3 separate regions of the Ovis aries genome follow, and all the other regions are linked to region 3. A link is a contact called in public Hi-C data. All regions are on one chromosome and are shown on one strand. The core of a region is the stretch at or near the end of the contact, and the rest is flanking DNA. Distances in the headings are between cores, read along the strand shown.

Region 1 (4,787 bases), core at 2,223-4,722, 230 kb after region 3:
CTGGCAAAGAAGACATCTGACGTTTTTCTAAACTCTCTCAGATGATCAGGCCAGATACGGTTTTGACAGTTAGACAAAACCCCGCTGCCACCATCTCAATTCCTCCTGATCATCTGCAAATCTAGCTTTCCTAACATTCCATACGTGGGCTTATCTGCATTGCTAAGGAATCAAGGGACCTGCTCAGAATCATCTAAGAGATTTGTTTCCCTACCCTCACCACTCCTCTGTTTGCAAAATACAGTTTTGCTTCTTCTTTTTTTCTGATTATACAAGATGGGGGTAATGTTTATTGTAGAAAATTTGCAGTGTTTGCCTTTGATTGTCTCTGTAAAATTAAAAGACGTAGAATTAGTGGATCAAAGAACTATCCATCGGGCAACCTCAATTTATACTCCACCTGCCGAGAAGGCAACGCTCACTCATCAACATTAGGTATTAATCATGCTTTAATGTTTGTCAGTTTGACTGACAAAAATCAGTAACTCATCAGTATTCACATTTGCTTGGTTTTGATTGAGACAGTATTTTTTACATATTTTCTTGGAAAATGATAGCTGAGCTGCTGCTTTCCCTTTCTCAAGGCAGAGATAAGTCCTTTTCTTTCTTTTTTTTTTTTTTTCCTAATAAGACTTTGTGCCAAGGAAGCCTTGGGACACTGAATAGGGTTCTTGGGCTAGCCATCATGTATATATAGGGCAACTAAGCTCACTATAGGCTTTAAACAAAAGTACCAATGCACACAAAATCCTCAAGGGTGGATTTTTACTTTGGAAGTGGTGTATGTGTGGTAACTTAGAAAAACTCAGTGGTTTCAGACAGCAGAATGATGTAATTTTCTCAGGAAAGTGCGGCTGGGGCTGCCATCTGTGTTTCTCCAGTAGTCACCAGCCCAGGGCCTGACATATGGTAGGCACCCAGAAACTGTGTTGCCCCTAAAAATAATAATAATTGCACCTATTTATTTCAAATCCTTTGGAGTTATTTTTAGTTTAAGTTGGAAACAGCTGTCTCAATATCCAGGAAGAGAGATATTGCAAATTCTGACTTACTGGTAGAACTTCTGAAAAAGGGCAAGGGTGAGTGGCAGTATGAATATCATATCACCAGCAAGTCTGACAGGAGCTGTTTTATGGCAGCCATGTCCTTGGACCCAGGTGGGCTGGCCAGGCTCCCCAGGTAAGCCAGTGTGCCTTCCTCCCAGAAGGCCACATTTTCAGGGTTCTAAGTGGCCTTTTCTAGTCATCTCCCAGTTTTCTCTGCCTCCAGAGAAGACTGCACTTGATTTATCATAGGTAGTTGTTGTTTAGTTGCTAAGTGAAGTCCCGCTCTTTTGCAACCCCACGGACTATAGCCCACCAGGCTCCTCTGTCTATGGGTTTTCCCAGGCAAAAATACTGGAGTGGGTTGCCATTTCCTTCTCCAGGGGATGTTTCCCACCCAGGGATCAAATCTGCGTCTCCTGCCTTGTCAGGCAGATTCTTTGCCACTGACCTACCTAGGAAGCGCTTATTTTCTTGGGCTCCAAAACCACTGTGGATGGTGATAGCCATAGTGTTATGGGTGGTGACAGCCATGAAATTAAAAGACCCTTGGTCCTTGGAAGAAAAGCTATGACAAACCTAGACAGCGTATTAAAATGCAGAGACATCACTTTGCCGACAAAGGTCCATTTAGTTAAAGCTGTGGTTTTTCCAGTAGTCATGTATGGATATGAGAGTTGGACCATAATGAAGGCTGAGCACCGAGGAATTAATGCTTTCTAACTGTGGTATTGGAGAAGACTCTTGAGAGTCCCTTGGATAACAAGAAGATCACACCAGTCAATCCTAAAGGAAATCAGTCCTGAATATTAATTGGAAAGACTGATGCTGAAGCTTTAATACCTTGGCCAACTGATGCAAGGAGCTAACTCATTAGAAAAGACCCTGATGCTAGGAAAGATTGAAGGCAGGAGAAGGGGATGACAGAGGATGAGATGGTTGGATGGCATCATCAACTCAATGGACATGAGTTTGAGCAAACTCTAGGACATGGTGAAGGTTAGGTAAGCCTGATGTGCTGCAAAGAGTTGATGTGCTGAACAACAAATTGGGAAGCCCACCATAGGTAGTAGATAGGTTCTATTAAAGCAATTTGTAAGGCAGCAGGCTATAACCTGAATTCCACAGGGACAGATGGAGTATCGTGTGTCCTGGTTCTCAGCTTTTCTCAATCTACCAACCAGTAACTATTGTGATAACTGTCATGCCAATGTAATTGTCAGTTCAAGGCCCAGTGGTTGGTGGGGAGTCAACGAAGACTTTTTAGTAGCAATTTAAGTTGTAGAAGGGTCACCCTACCTGCTCTATAGAAGAAGAGTGTGCTCAGTTGCTCAGCTGTGTCTGACTCTTTGCGACCCCATGAACTGTAGCCCGCCAGGCTTCTCTGTCCGTGGGACTTTCCAGGCAAGAATACTGGAGGAGGTTGCCATTTCCTTCTTCAGGGATAGAGGAAGAGTGCCTAGGGCCAAGTTGAAGTCAGGGTGGGGCGACCAGATAAGAAGATTGTATAGAGTGGTAGGGCAGCTGGAGGCAAATATTTGGATTAGAGGGATATTTAGGAGGTGAGATGATGAATGGGATCAGATAACTGACAGAAGAGGGGTGGGGGTGAGGGAAGAGGAGTCAAAATGACTCCCAGGCTTGGGGCTTGGGTCTTTGAGCACGTGGTGGGGCCATTACTGGGTTAGGGAAGGAGGGGAAGAGCAGGTTGAGCAGAAAAAATGAGTTCAGGGCAAACTGTGTTTAAGATATACATAGGGACTCCGAGGGAGGCGTCTAAGGGGATTGTCTAAGAGAATATAGGAGGGTGTGGCGCCTGGTAGAGGGGTCTGAACTGGTCAGGACAGAAATGGAGAGGAAGCCAACAACAGTGAGAAATGGGAGAGGCTGCTTGGAGAAGGCAATGGCAACCCACTCCAGTACTCTTGCCTGGCAAATCCCATGGACGGAGGAGCCTGGAAGGCTGCAGTCCATAGGGCCACTGGGAGTCGGACACGACTGAGCGACTTCACTTTCACTTTTCACTTTCATGCATTGGAGAAGGAAATGGCAACCCACTCCAGTGTTCTTGACTGGAGAATCCCAGGGACGGGGGAGCCTGGTGGGCTGCCATCTATGGGGTCGCACAGAGTCGGACACGACTGAAGCGACTTAACAGCAGCAGCAGCTCTGTTTGAGGTGTGCAGAACGGGCAGCGTGTCACGTGGTCGGAGAGCTCAGCCACAAGAAGGCTTAATCTCAAAGCCTAGGGCCAAGCCTAACCGCAGAGATGGAGGGCCGGGTGGGTAAAGGTTGGGTGGGGTGGGCGGGAGAGGGGGAGGAACCGGATTTGGCCCATCTGGAGCCCGCCCTCTCACTCTCCTCATCCACTGGACAATTGCGCTGTTCGTCAGGGGCCCGCCTCTGCAGATGAACCAATAAAGGCTGGCAAAAGAATGCTTCCTTCTCCAGCTGGATCAGCAGCACGAGAGGTCTCTGCCCGGAGGTGAGTCCCGAGTAGGGGTAGCCACGGTATAGCTTGCGGGCGTGAAGCTGACTGACGGACACGGCGGCCTTGGTGCCGGTGAGAGGAGGACGTGGCTCCGAGGTAGGGAAAACGGCGAGCGTGAGAGGTGAAAGCTTCTAGCCTCCCCGCGTCCGCTCCAGCCCACGGCAACGGCTCAGGTGATGGGGTGGAGAGCGGAGGTGAAGTGAGGTGAGGGGGCGGGCCCGCGGCGGACTGGGAAGAGCCTTGGTCACAGCTACGGTCACCCTTCTCGCGCGCACGCGCCACGTGGGCTCGCAGCCTGGCGTAGGACCTTTGGCTGCGTGCCCTAACATCCGCAGTAGCTGTTTTAGCCCTCGGAGCTCAGCATCTCAACTTAATTAGCCTTATCTATAGACTGGGAAGCTGGGACTCAGGGACGTGGCCGCGCCATGGTTTGAGGGAGATAGGGCTTGGTGGATTCCGGAGGCCGCGCTCGTATCTATGAGCCTGTGGGTCAGAGACTTGACTTTGGGACCTGTTTTCTTTAGATACTCGAAACTGTTTGGGTCGGGTCTGCGGCAGACAGCCTTGCGTCGGGTAACGCTGCCTAGCTTCTCTGCAGGGCTAGGGGTGGGGCGAGGGGCACGGGAGGCGCCTTCTGCGCGCCGGGTCCAACCAATCCTGCCCCTAGTTCGGCGGGGTGGGCTGGGGAGACTGGGCGGTCCTTGGATGTGGGCGTTCTCCATACTCAGACCGAAAAACTTGTGGGCGGGATTCCGAAAACACGTGGAGTGAAAAAATGCTCCACACCCCACCTCGGTTCTCCAGAGAAAATAGTAAAATAGAGCAACTTTAAAATTTTTTTTCTAAGGAAAAATACCGCCAGAGGCTGTTGAAGGTGTAGGGTTTACTTCATGGCCTTATGGAGGCAGATGTGAACCATTTGGAAATCAGTTTGGCAGGATGAGTCTACACCCTTTGACCTACTGATGCTAGCCTTGGGAAATAAGTAGGTTAAAACTTAAGTAGGGAAAATGTTGATGCGTTAGGCATTGCAGTTTGGTATTTTATAAATAGGGAGATAGTGGAAACAACCTCCCAACCTCTAAATCCTCAGTGATACACCTAACACTAAAAGATTATTGCTAATAATCTTTTTTTGGAGCTTAAGGGTTATATTTCTTTAAAATCCTCATAAAACCCTATGAAACTAGTATTCCCATTCCACAGATGGATAACTGGAACTCAGGCAAGTGAAGTTATTGTGTGTCTGATGC
Region 2 (4,576 bases), core at 1,730-4,229, 230 kb before region 3:
TTCTCCATCTGTGTAGTGGGAATAACAATAGAAGCCCCCCACCTGCCCCCTCCCTAGCCCCCGCCCCCCCTCCACCGCTGCAATCCTCGCAGTTGTCCTGAGGATGAAGAGGGAACTCTACGGAGGGAGAGCATGGCCCTCCAGTGTGAGCGTGCAAACCCAGGGCCTGGAAGCCACAAACGCGTAGGTCTCGGGGTTCCATCGGCAGCCATTCTGCCTCCACTGCCCTGGGGTGGGGCCCAGAAGCAGGTACGTTTTCAGTACATGCTTTTCCAGTGATTCTGAGACAGGTGGCCACACTCGGAGAAATATCTGTTCAACGAATGTGTGCTATTACCATCATTTATTTTCATTGTCTCATCTGCTGCTCAGACAGCCCTGCAAAGTCTGAACTGGTAACTCAGATCACAGGTAAGGAAAGAGACTCAGAGAGGCAAGTCTGCTGGCCCAGGTCACACAGCCAGCAAGGGGCCCACTCAGGATCTGAACCGGGTCTGTGTGCCCCCAAGCCTGAACCTCTCACAGCCTGAACCTCTCACAGCAGGATGTCACGGGGCCACCTCCCTGGTCAGCATTTGTCCTGGCAGAGGCGGGGGGCGGGGGGTGTTCCCAGCCCAGCCACACCACCTCCATTGTTGCTTCCCTCCCCAGATACTAATCAGGCCTCGCAGACCATCTTGTTTCCTGCAGGTCGACTGGCTGCCTCCTTTGCTCCTGATGGTACCTTCCTGACCTGTGCCTTCCCGTCACCTCCTCTGCCTCCAGAGGGGATTGGAATCGGGGTTTGGCAGTGGCAGAAATCAGGCAGAAGATCCTCAGAGGCACCAGCCCCCCTCCCGGGGCCTGGACCACCTCTGTGTGGAGGCCCCAGGCCCGCCCTGGGGGCATATGCCCAGTCAGCCCTTCCCTTGTTTACAGACAGCAGGAACAGTGGGCTTCAGGGCAGAGTCAACATCCCCGTGGACTGAGAGTACAAGGGATCCTGGTGGGTGGAGTCAGGACAGACACCATCTCCATCTGCCCCCAGGGTTGAGTCTGAGACCCAGCAGGAAGTGGACGCCAGGACCTGGCCCGACCTCACGTCGACCACGAGGGCAGGCAGCAGGCACGGGCAGGGGTGAGGAGCACTCGGGCTGGGGCACCAGGGGTGGAGCCCTGGCCGGCCCTGGCTCCTCTATGGCCACCCCACCCCCGGCAGGAGAAGGCAGAGTTAATCCTGTTGGAAAAGGAAGTGCAGAGCCTTTGTTTGTGATCCCACAAACAGGGAGCGAATGGGCTGCATCCTCCCGCACAGAGGCCCGCCTCGGACCAGCCTCTCTCCAGCAACGTCTGCCTTCCTTTCCCTGCTGCTGAAGTCCCCTCAGCACACAAACAGGTCAGCAGAGCTTTAAAACCAAACCTAAAAGCCCCTCATCTCTCTGTGCCATTCACTGCAAGTCTCGGGGAAGGAGCGGTGACCACACGACCCCACTTCCTGGTCCCCTACACCAGTCCCCTCGGTCCATCATGTCTACTCCTTTCCCTGGGCCTGCTCTGGTCACATCCATCAATGACCTCAAATGTCCAGTGGTCAAGTCTCAGGCCTCACCTTTCCCAGGCTGACCCAGCCGACACCATCCTTCTTCCCTCCTGGCTTCAGACACACCTCTTGGCTTCCCTCCTTCTTCCCTGGGCTCTCTCCTAACGAACCTACAGATCTCAGAGGCCGCGGCCTCCCTCCCTGTAAGCTCGTCCACCACCTCGGCCTCCGGTGCCAGCCATAATAAGCTCAGGGCTTCCAGACCTCTCTTCAGGGCAGACTGCATCCACCTGTATCTAACTACTCACCTCTCTCTCCAACTGCCAATCTGACCTGGGCACTTGCGGGTCTAAAAGCCATCTCAAACAGGCCTGGAACAGAGAAATCTTTATCTCCCCCTCCCCTATCTCCACACCAGTGGCCGCTGACTTAGTGCCCCTGGGCAAAGCTCTCTCCCTCTGAGGTCTCATGTTTGTCCAGCTGTATAAGGGATCCCATGCGGGACTTCCCAGCCATTCATCCATCAATGGAAAAATAGGGGCAAGTATTCACAGATTCCCACTACCTGCCCCGGGAAATTCCGAAGTCAGCTGCACTGGCGTAGGACCCCAGTCTCTGCAGTTGGTAAAATCTCCCCCTATGACTCTCATGACTGGCAGAATCTGAGCACCTCCTGCCCCCAGCTTCCTGGTTCTAACAGTCCCTGGTCCTGCCTTGAGCTTCCCTTGTCTTCCACATTATCTTGGACTCAACAGCCATGTGAGGCTGAATTTCTGATTATCCCCATTTTACAGCAGAGAAAACTGAGGCTGGGGTGGAGGTGCATGACTGGCCCATGGTCAGCTCAAAAGTGGAGTCAAGGAACTTGACTCCACTCGGTATTCCTAAACCCAAACAGGCTGGCACCTCACAGCTGGAACCCAGGTCCACCCTCACCAGAAGAAGCCGACCCAGTGCACACAGACAAGGGTTGCGGTCTGTTTCCTTTCTCCCACCACCCCACGCCCCGACCTCTGAGGCTCCCCCCAGGCCTCCCCAGCACCTTTGCAGTCGGCCCTCCCCCAACATGTCATGGGGTCACCTGGGAAAATCTGGTCTGTGTCCTGAGCTATAAAAGGCAGGTGATGGCACCAGCCCTTGGGGTTACAAGGAGCATGAATGAAGGCCCTTGGCAGGTGCTGGGCTCAAAGCCCCAGAGATGAGGCCTAGGGTTGGGGTTCAAGTGACATATCCGAGGCCAAATCTGAAACTAGGCCTCCATGGGGGCAGCCCGCCTGGGCAGGCCCATTGCGGGGCTTGCCTCCCTGCAGCCAGCTCGGCCCTCACAAATGAACAATAACAGGAAACCATCCTGATGGGGGCGGGGAGTGGCGGAGGGGGGGGACATGGGCTGGGGCCAGTTGGAAAACCTGCAGGGGCGGCGTCCAGGCCTCCCTCGCCGCTGGGTGGGGCTCCCCTCCAGAGGCTGTCGGCTGAGCTTCACAGCACTCCACGGTGCGCCCAGCCCCAGCCAGACAACCAGACGGAACAGATACACTGTGAGCCCACGGACACGGTGAGTGAGGGGCCTCGGCCTCCCCCTCTGTAGAATGGTCATCAGCGACTCCCCCAGGAAGAGCCGCTCCTGAGGTGGCCTGCGTCTCCTGGTTAGAGCGGGGTGGGGAAGGGGTGCCTAGTGGTGGTGCGGTGGGCACAGACGGATGTTCTTGGGGAGGGGGAAGCTCAGCTCTCCCACGGGTAGACTCCCAGACTTGAGGGCCCAGAGGCATCCGTGGGTGCCGAGCTCCGATGCTCAGAGGACAGGATTCCACCTGAGTCTCCCGGCACACCAGGGGCAACAGGCTGGCACCCAGGCGGCGCCCCTACTCCCGTGAGAGAGGGCTTATCCAGGCTGACATCCCCTCTCCCAAAGGCTCTGTGCTAGGAGTGGGTGAGGAGCCCCGAAAGGGGAGTTCAGAGCCTCGGCTCCCTCCCGGCCAGCCCCTGCCCCCATTTTTAGTACAGGCACGCTGAGGCTGGCTCTGGGTACTTGAGGCCCTGCCTGTGGAATCCTGTCTCCTCCCTCCCCAGACCGCGGGAGCTGTGGATTCTGCCCCCAACACCCAGGAACACCCAGGTACCCGTAGATCAGTTGCCAAGAGACCTGGAAGCCCTCATATTTTAGAGAAGTTCTCCCCAAAGACTTGAAGGCAGGTGGTCTAGGGTGAGAGCCTGGCTTGGAGACCGTCTTCCTGGGTACAAGTCCCAGCTCGACCATATGCTTCTGTGATTTTGGTTAAGTTACTCAGCATCTCCCAAACTCAGTTTGCATGTCGGAACAATGGAGATGGTGGTTCTTTCAGGAGAATTCATTGTAAGGGCTGGAGATAGGGCCACAGAAGGCTCTGAGGCACTGGAGCCCATTACTGTATACCACACCAGCAAGCTGATGAGTTAGACACAGCCCTTCTCCATTTCTCAGTCAAGGCAACTGAGATATGAAGTGAGATCTCATACCCCGAAGCCCAGGTTCTTCCCAAAACCACACAGCTGCTCACATGCCAGCCTCCTCACCTATAAACTGGAAGAAAGGGTCTTTTCATGAGTCAAGGGAGGTGATATATCCACTGGCACTGGGAATGAATTGTAGGAGAAGAGCTTTGAGAAATCACAGCTGAATTTACCTGCCACCTGGAACTGACCATGGCTAGAATGTCATTAAGGTTATGACCCCTGGGGTTGGTCAGTCCCCAGCAGGTGAGGGATGCGTCAGCTCATCTTCCAGCAGACACTGTGGGCAGCGACTCCGCACCAAGCACTATGTCTTTTCCCCACCCCCTACCCCATGGATGTTTCTGTCATGGGTCAGGGGCAGACAGGATCCTAACAGGAGAGGAAGGGCATTCCAGGGGAGGCAGGGAGCCTGGGCAGCTTGATGGACCTGGACAAGCCAATGTGGCCAGAAGGTTTTAGAGCAGGGAGTGGTGGGAGGGCAAATGATGCTGAGGACCAGGGGTAAGTACCAGGACTGAGAGCCCTGGTTCACCTTCAGGCACTGGGGAGCAATAGGACCCTCCC
Region 3 (4,994 bases), core at 2,484-4,983:
ATGGGGAGAATATAAAATGAACCTGAGAGCATCTTATACCGTCAGGAAATAAGATCATGGATGGGACTTCCCTGACAGTCCAGTGCTTAGGACTTCACACTTTCACTGCAGGGGGCACAGGTTAGATCCCTGGCGGGGGAACTAAGATCCACATGCTTCTCAACATGGCCAAAAAAAAAAAAGAGGAAATAGGGGGGGAAATAGATGTGGCATGTTAGATATAGAGGCTCCCACCTCAAGGAGGTAGGTCCTAATGGCCAAAGATGGAACTATGTAACCAACAAAATTAAGCATGATAGTATTCAATTATAACAAAGAATGAGTTAAGATAAATAAGGGAATGAGGAAATATTCCTTACACAGAGAATATAAAAGGAAAAGGGCCACCCCACTTCATTCCACAGCTGACGTTTCTTAGTGCATCCTGTGTGATGGGTTCTGGGATGGGACGGGCCATGAGGACAGGCCCCCCGGGGAGCTCAGAGCCTGCAGGGGGTGCACAGTGGTCACAGGTCACCTCACGCAAGGGCACCCACCTGTCCCTGCTTGCCCTCTCCTGCGCCGTCTCAGGCACTCCACTCAGTCCCTATATTTTCTTTTTCCTCAGAACCCCTTCAGTATGAGAGATATGAATTACATGAAATCCTATGCGCCCATTTCAAGTGTACAGTTTGGTGTGTTTTGACAAATGTAAGTTCCTGTAAAACCATCACCCCCATCAAAATAAAGAACATTTCCAGCACCCCAGAAAGCTTCCTCATGCCCCCAGGTAACTACAGATCTGACTTTTGTCACCATAGGTTCATTTCACCTGTACTAAAATCCCACCAAAACGGATTCAAAAGTATCATCCCTTCGAGTCTGACTTTCTTAATTCAACACAATATTTGCAAAATGCATCCATATTGTTGCATGTGTCAATCATTTATTTCTTTTTATCCCTGAGAAGTATGCCATTGCATAAACATCCCATGGTTAGTTTATTCCTTTACCTGCTGATGGACCATGGGTGATTTCCAGTGGGAGCTATTAAAAATAGGCCTACTATAAACATCCGTCTACAAGCCTTTGTAGAGACGTGTGCTTTCATTTCTCTTGGGTAAATACCTAGGAGTAAAATGGCTGGGTCATATGGTAGATCTCTGTTTCACTGTTTTTTTTAAGTTTTTTATTTAATTGAAAAAAGTTAATTTACAATGTTTTTCTGCTGTACAGGAAAGTGATTCAGTTATACACACATGTATATATTTTCCATGTTGGTTTCCATTATATTTATTAAAGGATATTGAATATAGTTCTCTGTGCTGCACAGTTGGACCTTGTTTGCTTATTCTCTAGATAATAGTTTGCACCTGCTAATCCCAACCTCCCAACCCATTTCTCCTCCACCCCCTTGGCAACTACCAGCTTGTTCTCTATGTCTGAGTCTGTTGTGTTTCATAAATAAGTTCATTTCTGCCATAGTTTAGACTCCATATATAAGTGATATCATAAGATATTTGTCTTTCTCTTTCTTACTTTGTTCAGTATGAAAATTTGTGGGTCCATCCATGTTGCTACAAATGGCATTATTTCATTCTTCTTATGGCTGAGTAGCATCCCACTGTATATATGTACATCTTCTATATCCATTCCTCTGTTTAACTTTTTAAGAAACTGTCAAGCTGTCTTCCAAAGGGGGGATAACAATTGCCACCCTTATCTGTGTCTGACAGTTCCAGTTGGTTCACATCCTCACCAGCACTTAAATAGCAGCATCCCCTTTTACAAAACCATTTTGATAGGAGTATAATACAATGTGATCTCATTGTGGCTTTAATTCACATTCTAAGATGTCTAATGATATCGAACATCTTTTCATGTGCTTCTTGGATGTTCATATACCTTTGTTGAATTGTCTGTTCAAATCTTTGGCCCATTCTTTAAACTGGATTGTCTTCTTCTTACTGAGTTAGTATTGAATAGTGTTTAATTAACACAGATCAGAACCAGGTCATCCTCTATTCTAATCTTCACCTGACCACCTCCCAGAGAATTTGGAGTAAAATCTAAACCCCAAGGCCTGGTCTTCTACAGTCTGGCTCCTCCTCTTGTGTGATTAGCTCTTAGCTCAGTCCTTTCTTCCACACAGGCTGCTTGGCTGCTCTTCCAACCAGCCACTCATTTATTACTAGGAATCATCGTACTCAGGATTCTCTGGACACCTTTAGTGTTTACCCACCCACCCTGCCCCCTCAAACAAATCTGGGGTTTCCCTGCCTCTTGGGCTTCTAGCACTGGTGTGGAATGAATAAATAAATGACCCAATGACTCTTACCTAGCTGGGAAGGTCCGGAAGTCTCCTTTGAGACAGTGACAATGTGGTTATGATCACAGAAGAATAAAGAGGAGTTAATCAGATAACATTTCTCTTCCTTGTTATCTGATTCCAGGCAGAGGGGTCAACATTTACAAAGATCCCTTTGCAAGAAGCAGCATGGAAGAGATAATCAGCTCTACAGGTGGGAGAGACAGAGGAAAGGGTAGCAAGGGGCTCTTTTTACTCTATACCAAGACCCTAAACAAGATGGGAAGCTATCAAGGTCTTTGCAGGTGAGGAGAATGGAAGCAACTGTGACGGATGACTTAAGCATCCCTCTGTGGGCCAAGAGAGGAAGCAGAGAGGCCCCCTAAGGCACCCTCACAGGACTTCCCTGGTGGTCCAGCGGTTAAGACTGCTTTCCAGGGCAGGGGGTGCGGGTTTAATCCCTGGGTGTGGAACTAAGATCCCACATGCCAAAAAAGTAAAAAGGAAAAGAAAAGACACCCTCACAACAGTCCAGGAAGGAGAGAGGAGTTGTCTGAAGTCTAGTGGAGGCTGTGGTGGTTAACACGTGGACATAGATAGAAGAAAGCTTAAGGAGGTGAAGACGGGAGTGGGGGGGGGGGGGGGGGGTGGTCTGGCTCTTGGGGTAGAAGGGCAACTGGCACTGCCCATTGCAGAGGCTCAGGGGTATTAAAAATGTCTTGGGTGGGATCTTGGTCACACTGAACTCCATGGAGACGTGTGTGTGTGCTGTGTAGGGGCTGGGGCTCCGAGCTCTAAGTTTGGGAGTCCTCCCAGATGAAGATGCCTGTGTGGCATGGGGGGCGGGGGGCGCTGCCGAATCCAGGGCTGGGGCAGCCAAAGAAGAAACTCCAGGAGGCTGGGCAGGCCAAAGAGGGGTGCGGTGGCCACTGGAGAGAGACAGGGAGTGGGGCAGGGAGCTGACTGTGGGGGTCAAAGCCGCAGGAAGACAGAGTTTTCTCGCTCTTTGAAGGCCTAAGTTCCTGGGTCCCCAGCACGCATGGGCAGGAAGTTAGACGGGAGACAGCGAAAGCCGACAGTCTTCTGGGCAAGGAGGGGTGGTTTGAGAGCTCCGACGGAGTGTTGGGTGGCGGCAATAAGAAGGTCTCCGGCCGCCAGGACAGGGGTGAGGGGAGAAGGCGGGGGTCTGAGGAAGCCCCGGGCCAGCGCGGGCTGCAGGAGTGCGGGCAGCCGAGGTTCGAGGGGTAGGAGGGGCGGAGGAGGAGGAAGGCGGGCGGAAGAGGGGAGAGAGGAGAGGAGGGGGCAGGAGTCAGGGAGGAAGGCTGCAGGCGAGGAGGCGAGAAGAGCCCAGCAAGGGAGGAGGGGTGGGGCGGGGCGGGAGAGGGGGCGGAGCGGCAGGGATGCGCCCCCGCGCCCTGCGAGCCTAGCCCCGCTCTCCTTCCGCACAGTCGGGGTTTCCGCTTCCCTCCCGGGCGCAGAGTGAGAGGGAGCGAGGCCGAGCCTCAGCATCGGCCGCCGCCGCCGCCATGTGGCCCCCAGACCCGGAGCCCGACCCGGACCCCGAGCCCGCCGGCCGGTCCCAGCCCAGCGCGGCCCTTCCCGGGCTCCGTGCCCTCCTGCCGGCGCGCGCCTTCCTCTGCTCGCTCAAAGGCCGCCTCCTGCTGGCGGAGACGGTGAGTGCGGCGCCCACGGCCCCCTCCAGGCGGAGCCCGGCCCCCAGCGGCCGCCCCCGCCTGCAGCCCCCGGGCGTGGGGCTGGGGGCGCCGCCGTCTGCACGCCCGGCGTCCCGCCCGCCGGCCTCGCTCGCAGCCCCCCGAGTTGGGCTGAGTTGGGCAAACTTCCCCCCTTTGGGATGGGCTCGTTGAAGCTGAGCCGCGCGCTGGTCGCGGGCGATGCGGGGGCCTCAGGGGAGCCCGGGGAGGGGGCTCACCGACGCGGCGGCCGGACCCCGGGGAGCCCAGCCCGGCGCTGTGTGACCTCCGGCGCCTCCGCCCTCTCTGGGCCCCTGGGACGGGCTGCGTCCCCGCGTCTTCAGGCCTCCCTCACGGGCACCCCGCTCCGCAAAACCTCCCGCCACGCCCCGGCCGGGCCCGGGAGGCATCGGCCCTTCGCGACCCAGGGTGGGCCCACGGCTCCTGGGCTCGCTTCCTCGGACGCAAGGAGGACCGACCCGGCCTCGAGCTGCTGGGCGGAAGCCAGAGTGGAGTCCCGACAGCCGGGAGGGGCGACCCCCCGGGATTGGGTGAGGCCCTGGCCACAAGGTTGGGGGGCGCGCAGGAGCCTACCCCCACCCAGACTGCGGAGGGGCGGCCGGGGGGGATGACTTCATCCCCCTCTTCCCCGCCCTCGCTGGGATCCAGCGCCAGCCGTCCCACCCTCACTGAGCTCCTTCCTTCTTCCCGCACCCCCCACCCACGCCCGTCAGCCCTTTGTCTTCGGGACACTCTGAAAATCCCTCGCACTGTCGGCCTGTGGGGTTGGGGGTTGGAGCTGGCCTCCGTGGAGGGGTGGGAAGGGAAGGAAGACGCCTAGCGGGGAGGCGGGATGAGGCAGAAGCACTTGTTACTTGGATCTCCAGCAATTTGATAACCCCTGTCATTATTCCCACTTTGCAGACGGGAAAGCTGAGGCCCCAGCATCTAGGGGATTTGACCCGGATGAGTGGCAGGTCAGGTGACAGCATGGTTGAGAACAGCAGGGATCAAAG

Evidence for each region. A called contact is a pair of places that touch in the nucleus more often than the background predicts.
Region 1: a contact with region 3 is called in a Hi-C map of tail adipose tissue, with 3 times the contacts expected there. The contact joins the promoter of PDP2 here to the promoter of CMTM3 in region 3. A contact is called at or near these places in 4 of 16 Hi-C or Micro-C datasets (hypothalamus, liver, muscle and 1 more).
Region 2: a Hi-C map of liver shows a contact between it and region 3, with 2.8 times the contacts expected there. The contact joins the promoter of CDH5 here to the promoter of CMTM3 in region 3. A contact is called at or near these places in 6 of 16 Hi-C or Micro-C datasets (blood, hypothalamus, liver and 3 more).

Annotation. Positions count from the first base shown.
Region 1 is chr14:34,154,899-34,159,685 of ARS-UI_Ramb_v3.0, forward strand. It overlaps PDP2 (pyruvate dehydrogenase phosphatase catalytic subunit 2), which reads left to right and starts at 3,473. Exons shown (of 2, transcript XM_012189891.5): 1 at 3,473-3,630.
Region 2 is chr14:33,695,859-33,700,434 of ARS-UI_Ramb_v3.0, forward strand. It overlaps CDH5 (cadherin 5), which reads left to right and starts at 2,980. Exons shown (of 12, transcript XM_027978028.2): 1 at 2,980-3,074.
Region 3 is chr14:33,920,948-33,925,941 of ARS-UI_Ramb_v3.0, forward strand. CMTM3 (CKLF like MARVEL transmembrane domain containing 3) reads left to right here and starts at 3,734. Exons shown (of 4, transcript XM_060398374.1): 1 at 3,734-3,960. The coding sequence starts at 3,814.